Linked DNA regions of Mus musculus: region 1 is linked to region 2. A link is a contact called in public targeted proximity ligation data. All regions are on one chromosome and are shown on one strand. The core of a region is the stretch at or near the end of the contact, and the rest is flanking DNA. Distances in the headings are between cores, read along the strand shown.

Region 1 (5,863 bases), core at 2,121-4,620, 410 kb after region 2:
GAGAACTGGCTGAGGAATGAAATGGTGCTGGCCAACTGGCTGACCAGTGGACATGTGGGGTTAATGGGTTAACCGGTTGGTGACAGGCCAGCTGGCTGGCAGGTTAAGAGAAGAGTGGGCAATGCCCCTAATCGCAGGACTGGCAAGGAGAGGAGGCGATTTCATTTGGAGTCCAAAGACAGCATGGAAGGGGACGTGGGTATCTGCTTTTCCTGGGGACGGAGAATGGGCAAACTGACCCAGGGATCATTGGGGGAGAGGGGCTCCCCCTTCCATTGTTTTTTTTTTCCTTGAGAACTGAAGAATGGGTCACCATCACAGTGAGGTTGGAGGGGGAAGCTAGCCTCCACAGGCTGCAGAGGGCTCATGATCACACCATCCCAAACCCTCCCCCCCCCCACTCCTCCCTGCCCCTCCCCTAGCCGACTCCCCCTGTCTACCTGCTTTGGCTTGTCCAGAGGCCCTATTAACCCCGTCCCAAATTCCCCTGGGTTCTTCAGCCACCCTCCCTGCTCTCTTATTTGCCAGTGAGTAGCTGAGTCTCCTGTAAGACCCTGGAACAGGCAATGGTCTCCCAGGAACCAGGCTCCTTCCATGGACACCCATAGACCCCTGAACCTCCACTTCTCACAACTAGAGCCAGAAATCCACTCCTCATCAACCCACAGAAAAAAAGGCACAGAGAAGCCCTGGGACCTCAGTGTCCCCCTATCTTCTCTGAACTATAAGCCACATTTCTTCTACGCCATCTCTAAGAGCACACCTCTAGGTATTTCTCCTCCATTCTCCTCCCCACTGCCAAAGACAATATCCACCTTCAGAATCCCATCTCCAGAGATGGAGTGGCCTGGTGCCCATTAAATACTAAGCAGCAGACTTGAGACTGTGATTAGGGGAGTGGTATTCTAGGGAACTGTTAGCTAAAGAGTTCTTGTAACCAGTGGCCACAGGAGTAATTGATTAAGACGATTAACAAGGGACTCATATAATTAAAAATAACAGAATTCAATACTTAGATGCTAGAAGTGCTGAGTAGCCAATATTAATTATTAGGTATGGGGAAGCAATTTACATAGCAAGAGAAGAGTCTAGCCCCATGTACAACGATTGGAGCAAGGTGGTAGCCTGTCACGTGACGTGAGGATTTGTACTGACAGCCAGCAGGACTGTCATGAAATGAAGAGGTCAGCTAGTCAGAGAAATCAACAATCAACCTCAGGGCAGCCAAACTGATGGTATCCCAAACCGATGGTACCCCAAACTGATGGAACTCCAAAGAGAGGACAGCCAAACTGATGGTACCCAAAGAGTTGCGTTGTCTGATGCCATCACAGCAGCTGAACAAGGTTGGGGTAAGGACACTACACGTAAAAATCCAAGAGCTGTTCTGACTTGTTATAGAAAATAACATAGGAGTAGAGAGCAGCATGCATACAGAAAGTTCCAGAGTTGCTGGACAGAACAGTAGGTTAAAGCCGGGACAGAGAAAGGGAAGATGCGAGTTCAAATCCCAGGCCTCCTACTAATTTGTCAAGAGATCCAGACTCTCCCAAGAAAGTGCAAGGTTGGGACAGATGAGAACAGAGCCCTCTCCACCTAGGAGTGGAAAATGCAGACCCTGATGGCAGTGGGTACCCACAGTTAAAGACTAGAATTGGAGCTTTCATTAGAGGCTCTTCCTGAGGTACGGTGGCCCACACAGAAAGGCCCAGATTAGAGAACTAGTGTTTCAATCCATCAAGTAAACCCTAATGCTTCATCCACTTCTAGAGCCCAGAAGCACAGGCATGGAGATGCCAGGAATGAGGAGGGCGTCCCAGCCAGAGGGGAGTGAGTCGTTAAAGCAAGAGGACTTGCTGTGGCTAAACAGCTTTGGAGAAAACTACATCCTATCTCTACCTTGACCTCTGAGTGCATTCCAGCCCCCTAAAGATGCCAAGAGGAGGGCTGCAGACTCCGTGCAAAAGTCTGCGCTGAGGACAGCCTGTGAGCCTGCACAAGCTCAGCATGGGATGAAGGAAAGGGCTCGCTCCTTGAGTCAAGAGGCTCAGAACGTTCACATGGTCGTGAGACTTGAGACTGTCCAGGACTATCAGAAGCCCAGACTACAGCCTCCGTGCATTCTGCATGGATAACAAGTCCCAAACACCTGCAGAAGCAAAGAAATGAAGTGGCTTTAATTCAGATTTCAAGTTCCAAGGCCTCCTAACTCCCACCCAGACAGGCTTGTCTTCTGGGTCTTATTTTTCTCATCAGAAAACTGGAGATCATGGCTCCCATTCTCAGAATTTTATAAAAATTCGGTAAAGCCAAGTGTGGGGGTGCAGGTCATTGATCCCAGCATTTAGGAGACTGAAGCAGATGGATCTCTTTGAGTTTGAGGCCAGCCTGAGTTACATAACAAGTTCAAGGTCAGCCAAAGCTACATAAGACCCTCTGTCTCTGTCTCTCTGTCTCTCTGTCTCTCTGTCTCTCTCTCTCTCACACACACACACACACACACACATACACACCACGAACTAGGTGATAAATGAGACTTTTGAACATGAAGCTACATTCCAGCGCAGTTTGAGAGACACCCTGACAGGATAGCACTGAACAGAGGCAGCACAAGCTAAGCTACATGAGGCAGATCTGAGCTCTTTCAGGAAGACAGGAGGTATTCAGGCATTGTTTTTGTTTGAAACAGAGTCTCCATACAGAGCCCAGGCTGGCCTCCAACTTATGGCAATCCTTCTGCCTCAGCCTCCAGACTTTGAGAATTGCAGGGGTGTACCACAATACCCAGTGACAGCACTCACATGAAGTAGTTGACCTGCCTATGTCGGTCATGAGTCCTCACTTCCAAAATCTGTTCAATTGGGTTTAAAGAGGAGACCAAATGGATAGGCTGGGTATTTAACACTGTGATAGAGCACCTGTCTAGCCTGTGCAAGGCCTCAGACTCTATCCTCATACCGTCCTTAAAGAGGGAAATGCTTCCTGAAGGAAACCAGATGAACCAGGGGGAGAGAGACTTAGAAGAACAACTAATAGGCTCAATAGTTGCTGGTATTAAACCTTCAATTTGCTTACAACCTGGATGTAGAGATAAATAGTCACAAATATTAGCACACAGGTAAGATGTGAGAGGACCCAATACAAGTTTTCATGGACTCGACACAGGAAAGACGAGAGCTGGCTTTGGGATGGACCACGGGGAGCTTGAGCCATTTCAGTTGAAGAACTCAGAAGAAGAAGAAGCAAGCTAATGATCATGGCAGCAGGAGCCCTTCAGCACCCACATCGTGCCAGGCAATGAGTGTCTATAAATCCACTACCACTCAGTTAGTCATCAGCCGTTCCTTCCCACTTGGTCTATGGGGAACTGAAGCTCGGGGGTTGCATAACTCGCCTAACAACTCTCTGACTCAAATCTTAGACTTGGCCAACAGAGAGTGAATGGGTGGCCTGTTTGGGAGAGCTGTGGAAAGCTCCCCACAGGAAGAACAAGGAAAGGCAGTGTAGACAGGTCTGGAAAGTTACAAATCCGGGATCTAAGACAGGCTGTGTGCTATGAGGGACAGGAGGCAAGAGAATAGGAACTCCAAATGTGTTGGGGACTCTATCATTGAGTGGGTGCTTCACTCAGTACATAGGGGACTTAATCCTGGAGATTCCACCCATGGAGCACTGCATCCCAGAGGACCCCATCCTTCAGGACTGCATCCTTGGAGTCTGCATCATTAGTGCATCCTAGAATTTCCATCCTTGAGGACTCTATTTTGGGAGATCCCATTCTTGAGGTCTCCATCTTTGAAGACTCCATCCTTGAGAACTGGAAGATTCCATTTTTCAGGGCTCCATCCTTGAAGACTTCCTCTTTGAGAACTCCATCCTTACAGGTATTCTATCTGAGGACTCCATCTTGGATGACTGCAGCCTTGGAGACGCCATCCTTCAGGAGTCTACCCAGGGTCATCCTATTATTATAGACTCTGTCCCATGGGGACTGATCCTTGATGAACTCCACTCTCGAGACCCAGAAGAAAATCTGAAAGTGTCTGTACTGAGAAAAGGCACCATCTGAGCTGAGCAAGAGAAACACCAGGTGATGTTTTGGTAGCCAGTTTGTCTTTCAATTTGGTGTTGGCTAAAGATAAATGGATTTGCGTATTCTTATGTGGTGGTTGGAAGTATATGGCGGTATGAAAATTGAGTGAGTCTAGGATTAAAAACTAGGCTTCAAGAAACCCTCAGGGGTAATCAGTTGTCCCCCAAGAGGACTACCTATCAAAATAGCCTCAAGAACATGTTGTGTCACTAAAGACTCCTCTGGTCCCAGTTGCTGTGTTCCAGGGATGATCATCTCAACCAGGAGCTTTTGGAGCGAGCCTTCGGCCCACTCCCATAATTAACGGGGGCTGATTTGGAAGCAGGTCACTCCAGAAAGCCACCTCCCCAGCCACTCGAGTCACACAAGGAAAATAAGGAACCTGTAGCACTCTGGATTCTGGCCATCTTCATGTCATTTCTGCTTCCTTTGCGCCCCCACACTGTATTAAGGATGGAATCAGGACCTTGTGCATGTGAGATCAGTATCTGTCACTGAACCACACACCCCCATCCTGATGTCATTTCTTACATCAAATCCCTGAACTACTCCCTACTGACAGAACTCTGGGGAGGCTGAGCATTGTTGAAAGCCACCTCACCCTCTATCACCGGTGTGAATAGAGCAGGATTCTTCAAATCCTGGGATGTCATCTGGGCTGTCTACACCGTTGGGTGAATATGTAGAGTGCCTTCCTAGAGGCACCTCTGATGTGTGAGGTCAGATGGTTTCTGTTGTGGGGCAGTATTACAGACTAGAGTGATTACTCACTCCTGGCCTCTGCCTACTAAACGCCAGTAGCACTCCTTGAGTTAAGACAATCCAAGAGTTCCAGACATTGGCACAGTGTGAAGGGGTGATGACGAGATACTGCTGGAGCAACAGGAATGGAGATGTTTCTCTTGAAAGTCTCAGAAAACACAGATAAAGGGCTTGGCATTGACGAGGCCCTGGGCGAGGGCAGCAGCTCCCGAGCAGGGCCTTAGGGCTAAGCAGAGAATTCCCCAAATGTGCTTCCGGCATCTCTTGCCCATGGGTTCTGGAGTGAAAGAAATTCCTCAGAAGCCCTTTGGAGAAAGAGGGCTCTTCATCGAGATCCTTAAGCAGACGTCCTCTGTGGCCCAACCTCCCTGCCTTTGGGTCCACATGATCTGCCCATACTCTGAGCCATCCTATAGAACAATCCAGGAGAAAAGAATTTCCATCTATTATCAACTTGCACCCATGACTCTACATGTCCCAGAAAGAGATGAACACGGGCCACTCTACTCTGTGTCCTGACGTCATGTGTCACTGCATCCGTGAGGGTGGCTCACCTTTCCTTCCTCCGGGAAATCTTCCCAGTTCCCATAGTTGCTTCTGGGGTACACTGGGCAGGTGTGTGGCCTTATTCTAATCATTTTTTAATTTGTTCATTTATTTATGTCTTCATTTATGTTTGCATGTCTGTGGTATGATTGCACATGTATGTGGGCATGAGTGTACACGGTTCACGTGTGAACTCATGTGGAGTCTTGAAGGTATCACTGGATGAGACTAGATGCTTCCTTAGCCACTCCCCTCTGTTGAATAAAGTTTCTCACTAAGCCCAGCGCTTGACAATTCTGGATATTCTAGCTAGTCAGACTGCCCAAGGGACCCCCTGTGTCTACCTCCCAAGTGCTGGGATTGCAGGTGGCTACCATGACTGCCCTGTTTTGGCGGTTTTTGGTTTGGTTTGATTTTTCGAGACAGGGTTTCTCTGTGTGTAGCCCTGGCTGTCCTGGAACT
Region 2 (6,804 bases), core at 3,760-6,259:
TTGAAAAATGTTTTATTTTATGTGTTTTTATTTTATTTTTATTTTATGTGTTTTGCCTGCTTGCATATTTGTGCAGCATATGTGTGCACTGTCCTTGGAGGCCAGAAGAGGGCTTTGGATCTTCTGAAACTGGAGATACAACTGTCACATGGGCTCTGGGAATTGGATACAGGCCCTTTGGAAGAGTAGGCAGGGCTCTTAACCTCTGAGTCATCTCTCCAGCCTCTTATTCTTTTGACAATCTCATGCAGCCCAGGCTGGCCTCAAATTTGCTATGTAGCCGAGGAGTGGATGACTTTGAACTCCTTATCCTCTGACTCCATCTCCTTGGTACTAAGATCACAGGCCTGCCCCAGCACACCTAGCTGGAGGCTCATTGTCTTTATCTTCCAGTGGGAATTCTCTTAGTCAGGAGCTTGACCTTGGGTGCCTTCTGGATCTTGGCACCGTAGCTTCCTGGATGCATGGCCTCAGGCATGGGAAAGAACATACTGCACCTTGCTTACGTGGGGATAATAACAACTGTTTTATGGCTGGCAGCAAAAGGGTTAATACAAATGCAGAGCTGAGCAGTCTGTGGTGGCTGTAGATGCCACACATGCTTGGCAGGGACATCAGTTCCACAGGAGAGACGAAACCATCACAGAACACAACAAGTCTGGGATGGGGCTTGGGGTCCTCAGAGAAAGGGGAAGTCTTTTGTGAGAAGTGGGCAGTTGACAGAGTATAGTAGGGGTGAGAAAGAGGAGGGGGTCCTTGTGAAGTGGAGTGAGAGAGAGACAGAGAGAGAGAGAGGAATGGGAAAAGGACATAGAAGGGACAGAGGAGAGAAGAAGAAAGATCAGATTTGTGTATTACTCTTTTATATTACTTAACAAAATACCTTGCAGAAACAAAGGAAGATTTTTATCTACTTATTTAAATTTTATTTTTATTTTAAAGATCAGTTAATTTATTTTTAATTTTAAATGATTTATTTATTTTTATTTTTTATTTTCTGTGCACTGGTGTTTTGCCTGCATGTGTCTATGTGAGGGTGTCAGATTCCCTAGCACTGGAGTGACAGACAGTTGTGAGAGTCCATGTGGGTGCTGGGAATTGAACCCTGATCCTCTGGAAGAGCAGCCACTGCTCTTAACTGCTGAGCCATCTCTCCAGCCCCCAAGATTAATTTATTATTGTTATTATTATTATTATTTGGTTTTTCGAGACAAGGTTTCTCTGTATAGTCCTGGCTGTCCTGGAACTCACTTTGTAGACCAGGCTGGCCTCGAACTCAGAAATCTGCCTGCTTCTTCTTCCCGAGTGCTGGGATTAAAGGTGTGCGACACCACGCCCAGCTTAATTTATTATTTTTTATGTGTATAAGTATGCTTGTTCACCACCTGCATGCATGGCCTGTAGAGACCAGAAGAGAGCATGGGAGTTTCTGGAGGTGGAGTTACAGATGATTGTGAGCCACTATGTGGGTTCTGGGAATGGAACTCAGGTACTCTTATCAGAGAAGCCATTTGTTTTTGAGGCAGGATCTCACCTATCTCAAGCTGAACTTGTTATATAATTGAAGATGGTCTTGGACACCTGATGATTCTGCTTTCACTTCCCAAGTCTGGGATCATCAGAGCATGTGCCACCAGTCCCTGGTATATGCGGTGCTGGGACTTGAACCTAGACCATCATGCATGCTAGGCAAGTACTCTACCAACTGAGCCGCAGACTCAGCCCATGATTTCAGAGGGTTCTGTCCATTGTGTTGGGGGAATGCATGGTGGAGAAGCTGGATTCACATCATGGCAAAACAGGAAGCAGAGAGCAAGACAGGAAGCAGTCAAAATAATGCACACTCAGGACCTTCCCCTCTTCCCCTCGAGATCTTTTGTTAGCTGACAGGGTCCAGTTTCTTATTGTTTTCAGAACCAAAATAGAGCCCCATCTGGGATCCAAAACGTCAAGCCACAAGCTGTCGGGGGACATTTCAGATTAAAATCTTAGTAGTCAGAGTTGTTTCTTTCTTTCTTTTTTTTAAATTTATTTTTTTGTTTGTTTGTTTAGGGTTTCTCTGTGTGTCCTGGAGCTCACTCTGTAGATCAGGCTGGCCTCAAACTCAGAGGTCTGCCTGCTTCTACCTCCTGAGTGCTGGGATTAAAGGCATGTGCCACCATGCCTGGTAGAGGGGCCTTTTCTTCAGGGCTTTGAAGGTCACAGACAGAGCTTCCAGGGAGAGGCCATTGGAGAAGGCTCAGAAGGAGATGGAGGTCTGTGTCCTAGTGATGCCTAGAGCCTTGGGGAGAGTCAGGGAAGGTGCCCTAGAAGTGAGACTTTGGGGAGAACAGGAAGGAAGGTCTGGCTGATTGACAGGTGGTAGGCCTGGGCTGGGCTTCACTCCTTTCAGATGCAGCTGCAGCTGGCACTGGGTGGCACGCGAGTTGTTGGCACCTGGTAAGCTATGGGCAGAGCACTCACATTCCAGCTGGATCTGGCCTCCTACCTAGGCAGCATGGGTCACTGAGCATTTCTGAACCTGAACAGTTTCTCCCCCAGGTGGCTTGAAGGAGAGTCTCTGTGGAGCTGCCATCCAGCCCTCAAGGCTGTTTCATATTTTGAGTTTCTGAATCTGGGCCATGAACCACCTGAGTAGAGGGTGGGGAAGCACCCAGGCCACATCCCACCAGGGGGGACCCTAGGTCAATCAGCTAGAGAGGAACAGTTTCACTGTGGCTGAGGCTGCCTGGCCACGCCTCTGGCCCCAGTCACAGAGCCCCCCTCCTTCTGGCCTTCCTGTTGGATCATGGCTATGCAGAAATCTCAAAACCAGAAGAGAACTGAAGGCTGCAGCCTTTCCCAGCCTGGCCTTGTTCAGACCTAGTAGTGCGCCCAAGGAGGGCATAGTGGAGTCCACAATCCGTTTGTCTGTCTGATGGTCTCAGCTTCTTGCCCTTCTCTTGGGTCCCTCTGCTGGACAGCAATGTGAACTGAGCCCTTTTAAAATCTGCCACCAGTGGGAAGGGTGACACAAGCCTGTGACCCCAGCAATTAGCAACCTGAGGCAGGAGAATCTTGGCTCTGAAGCCAGTCCCAGCTATACAGTGATATCTTGTCCCAGACCAAGCCAAACCTGATAGATAACTCGTAGCTTGTTTGGTTGTTTGTTTTGGTTTCATTTTTGCCAGACAGGGTCTCTTCTGTGTAGCCCTGCCTGCCCTGGAGCTCACTCTATAGACCAGGTTGGCCTTGAATTCCCAAAGATCTGACTGCCTCTGCTTCCTGAGTGCTGGGTTAAAGGTGTGCGCCACCACCTTTGTATTTTGAAACAGAGTCTAGAACCTGCTAACTACAAAGCAGAGGCGGGGGTTGAGCTTGACATCATTCTACTTCAGCTTCCCCTGTGGCTGGGATTAGAAGTCTGTGCCACAGATCCCAGAGTTTTTAAAACAGAACTTCATGTAGCCCAGGCTGGCCTTGAAGTCCTTACGTAGATAAGGGTAAGCTTGAACTTCTGATCCTCCTTTTAGCTTTGGTCTTTGCTACATTGTGGGTTCTTTGGTCTTTGCTACATTGTGGGTTCTTTGGTCTTACTACATTGTGGGTTCTCTGGTCTTGCTACATTGTGGGTTCTTTTCCTCCCGCCCTTTATCTCCCACCACCCCGTTTCACTTCCTAACACTAGACAGGAGAGAAAAAAGGATAGAGAGAAGGGAGGAGTTAGGAAAATCCCTGAATCTAATTTCTTTCTTTTTGTTTCTTTCTTGACCATGACTATTAACAAGCTACAACCAACTTCCCTAAAATGACCACTAACCAGCAACCCACCTACGGGGACCCTAGCATTTATGTAACTTCTGAAAAGTCCCCAGAATTGTAGATATCACACAGTCACAGAAATTATCTGCTGGCAAAACTATGCTTCTGCTAGAGCACGAGGCAAATCATAATCAGCTATTGTGGACAGTTGAAGCATGCAGAGAGCTCTTGGTGCTGCTTCAAGGATATTGGCAAGAATATTTGACATTGGCTTAGGACAAGAAAGTGGGCTCAAGATAAATACAGCTGAGGAAAGTGTTCCTTTTATCTTGATCATCTCAAAAGTCTGGATACAATGATTGCGGGACTTTTGTTTATACCTTGTTTTTCCTTGACCAAGAACTGACCCTTTGTTTTGCATGTACTTAAGAGTGATATAAAAGCAGCTTGGGAAAAAATAAACCTGCTTTGGTGCTTGTTAGAGTTATACTATCATCGTGTCTAACTGTCTTTTCTTTCTTTAATCCTCGATCCCTCCCTGGAGACCTTGTTGACTGACTGAGTGGGCCGGGTCAGGTGGTTACCACAATGTGAGGGCTCAGTGAAGGACATCTCAGGAATTGGAAGCCAGTGCATAAGAAAATAAAGAAAATCTGGGCCAGTGGTGAGTAAACCCTGTGTAAGATGGGCAGGGTAATAGAATGCTTTTTGTACATATGCTCAGAGGCTAAAATCTAGAGGAGTGAAAATAAGTCAAAAACAGCTTACCCAGTTTCTGCTTTTTATAGAAATTTGTCCCTGGAGAGGCCCATTGGACACGCAGACTTTATGTGCCCCAGTACAGGGGAACGCCAGGGCCAAGAAGGGGGAGTGGGTGGGTAGGGGAGTGGGGGTGGGTGGGTATGGGGGACTTTTGGTATAGCATTGGAAGTGTAAATGAGCTAAATACCTAATAAAAAATGGAAAAAAAATAAATAAAAACTCAGAACTAAAAAAAAAAAAAAAAAAAAAGAAATTTGTCCCTGGTTCCCTGAGGAAGATATGATAAATTTACAGACATGGAAGAAAGCAGGAGAGAGGATGACAGGGTACTTACTATCCAACACATGGTCCTGAAAAAATTCCCATAGACAGAGAGAGTTTAGACGTGAGAGGGAGAAGTGGGTTTCAGTCACCCCCCTCCCGGAAGTGTTTCACGCTTTGGTGAAAGAGAAGGAAAGTGAAAGTAAGCTGTTCCCAGCGCTCTCCTAGGGTCAAGAGGAGGTCAGGAGACGTCCTGCCTGCTTCCTCTCTGCCTAGTCCTCTGGCTTCCTCTCTGCCTAGTCCTCTGGCTTCCTCTCTGCCTAGTCCTGGTTCTGGGTCCCTTTGGTGAGACATCTGGTTCTCTTCCCTCTTTGGCTAATGTCTATCTTTGGAGTGCCAGTCTGTCCATGCCTGTCAGTTTATGTCTGTGGTTTCATTTTGTTTCTTGATTGTTGCTCTGTGTTTCATAAACTTCTCTGTGAGGAAGCTGTTTCTCCTACAAAAATCTGACTGTGACTATTGGGTTTAGAAGGTGACAAGGTGTTCCTCTCTTGAAATTACAGCTAGAACTGGGTAGTGGTGGCACATGCCTTTAATCCCAGCACTTGGGAGGCAGAGGCAGGCGGATTTTTGAGTTCGAGGCCAGCCTAGTCTACAGAGTAAGTTCCAGGACAGTCAGGGCTACACAGAGAAACCATGTCTTGAAACAACAACAACAAAAGAAATTACAGCTAGAAAAAAAACTAAGAAAATTCTGTCTGTCTAACCTAAATATGTAAATATGGGTAGCTGCTACATGTTTTTTTTCTGACTGGTCCTAAATGTATAAATATGTTCTGCATGTGGTTACAGATTATTGGCTTATAAGTTATTGGGTATGGTTAAAATTTTGTAACATTGGCAACAGAAAGTTGGCTTAAAACTGGGAACTCAGGCTGGAGAGATGGCTCAGCGGTTAGAGTACCAACTGCTCTTCTGAAGGTCCTGAGTTCAAATCCCAGCAACCACATGGTGGCTCATAACCATCGTAATGAGATCTGATGCCCTCTTCTGGTGTGTCTGAAGACAGCTACAGTGTACTTACATATAACAATAAATTTCCTTAAAAAAAAAAAAGGAACAGTGTTTCTACTGGGGAAGGTCGTCAATAAATTAAAAACAAAACAACCCCCCCCCCCAAAAAAAAAACCTGGAAACTCAGGGTTGGAGTCATTTTGGGCAACAGAACACATGGCATGAGCCAACCCAGGGAAATATGTCTCTAAATTGGGATAATATGTAATTTCTTTTTTTAAATTGGGTATTTATTTCATTTACATTTCCAATGCTATCCCAAAAGTCCCCCACACGCTCCCCCACCCAATATGTAATTTCTGTCCTAGAAACCGGACTTATAAAAGATAGAATTTAAAACAATGTTTCTTTAATGAGGTATTAGAAGTTGCACTGTCATGCATTCATATACAAGAACTGGCACCAAACTTTGTAACATGAAAATAATGCACTTGGTATTGATTTTAGAGAGACTCGATTGTTTACACTGTTAAAAATTGGTTTTGTCTTCCAAAATTATGGTTATGCTCTGATATTGCAAAAGAAACTTTTAAAAATTATTGTTAAATATATATAAAGCTAATGGAACATTGGCAGTTTACAATTCAATCCCAAGCATTTTAATTCCCCTTCGGTTGTCTTCTTAATATGAACTTAAAGATACTTCCCACCATGCTAAAACCATCTCTGTTCAATCTGTAGATCCAGCCTTCTGGATCAAGCAAAAAATGTTCTGTGCCTTGTAATCCAAACCAATAGTTTTTACTAGGTCTCAGAGTCATGAGTCTACTCCTGTTGTCTACCAGACCCCTGTTTACTATATTTCTAACTCACATGTCTTCAAGGACAGAGAGACCACAGAGCTCTAAAAAATCAGTTACATAAAACAGAATTTATTTTGACCTTGGATGCTAAGGAAATCTCTGCTGCTGAGTGTTTATGGCACCTTACAACTCGGCATACTTATGTCTAGGTGAAATGGAAGGA

What was found.
Region 1: a targeted proximity ligation map of bone marrow-derived macrophages shows a contact between it and region 2, with 4 times the contacts expected there. A contact is called at or near these places in 9 of 39 promoter capture datasets (3T3-L1-derived adipocytes, the C10 cell line, cranial neural crest and 5 more) and 5 of 130 datasets of targeted methods (the NIH/3T3 cell line, VIP interneurons, bone marrow-derived macrophages and 2 more).

The regions. Positions count from the first base shown.
Region 1 is chr19:6,457,233-6,463,095 of GRCm38.p6, reverse strand. All of the region lies in intron 6 of Nrxn2 (neurexin II), which reads right to left. Among named protein-coding and RNA genes, the nearest start is that of Gm52381, 37 kb to the left of the region's middle.
Region 2 is chr19:6,867,811-6,874,614 of GRCm38.p6, reverse strand. No RefSeq gene overlaps it. Among named protein-coding and RNA genes, the nearest start is that of Ccdc88b, 13 kb to the right of the region's middle.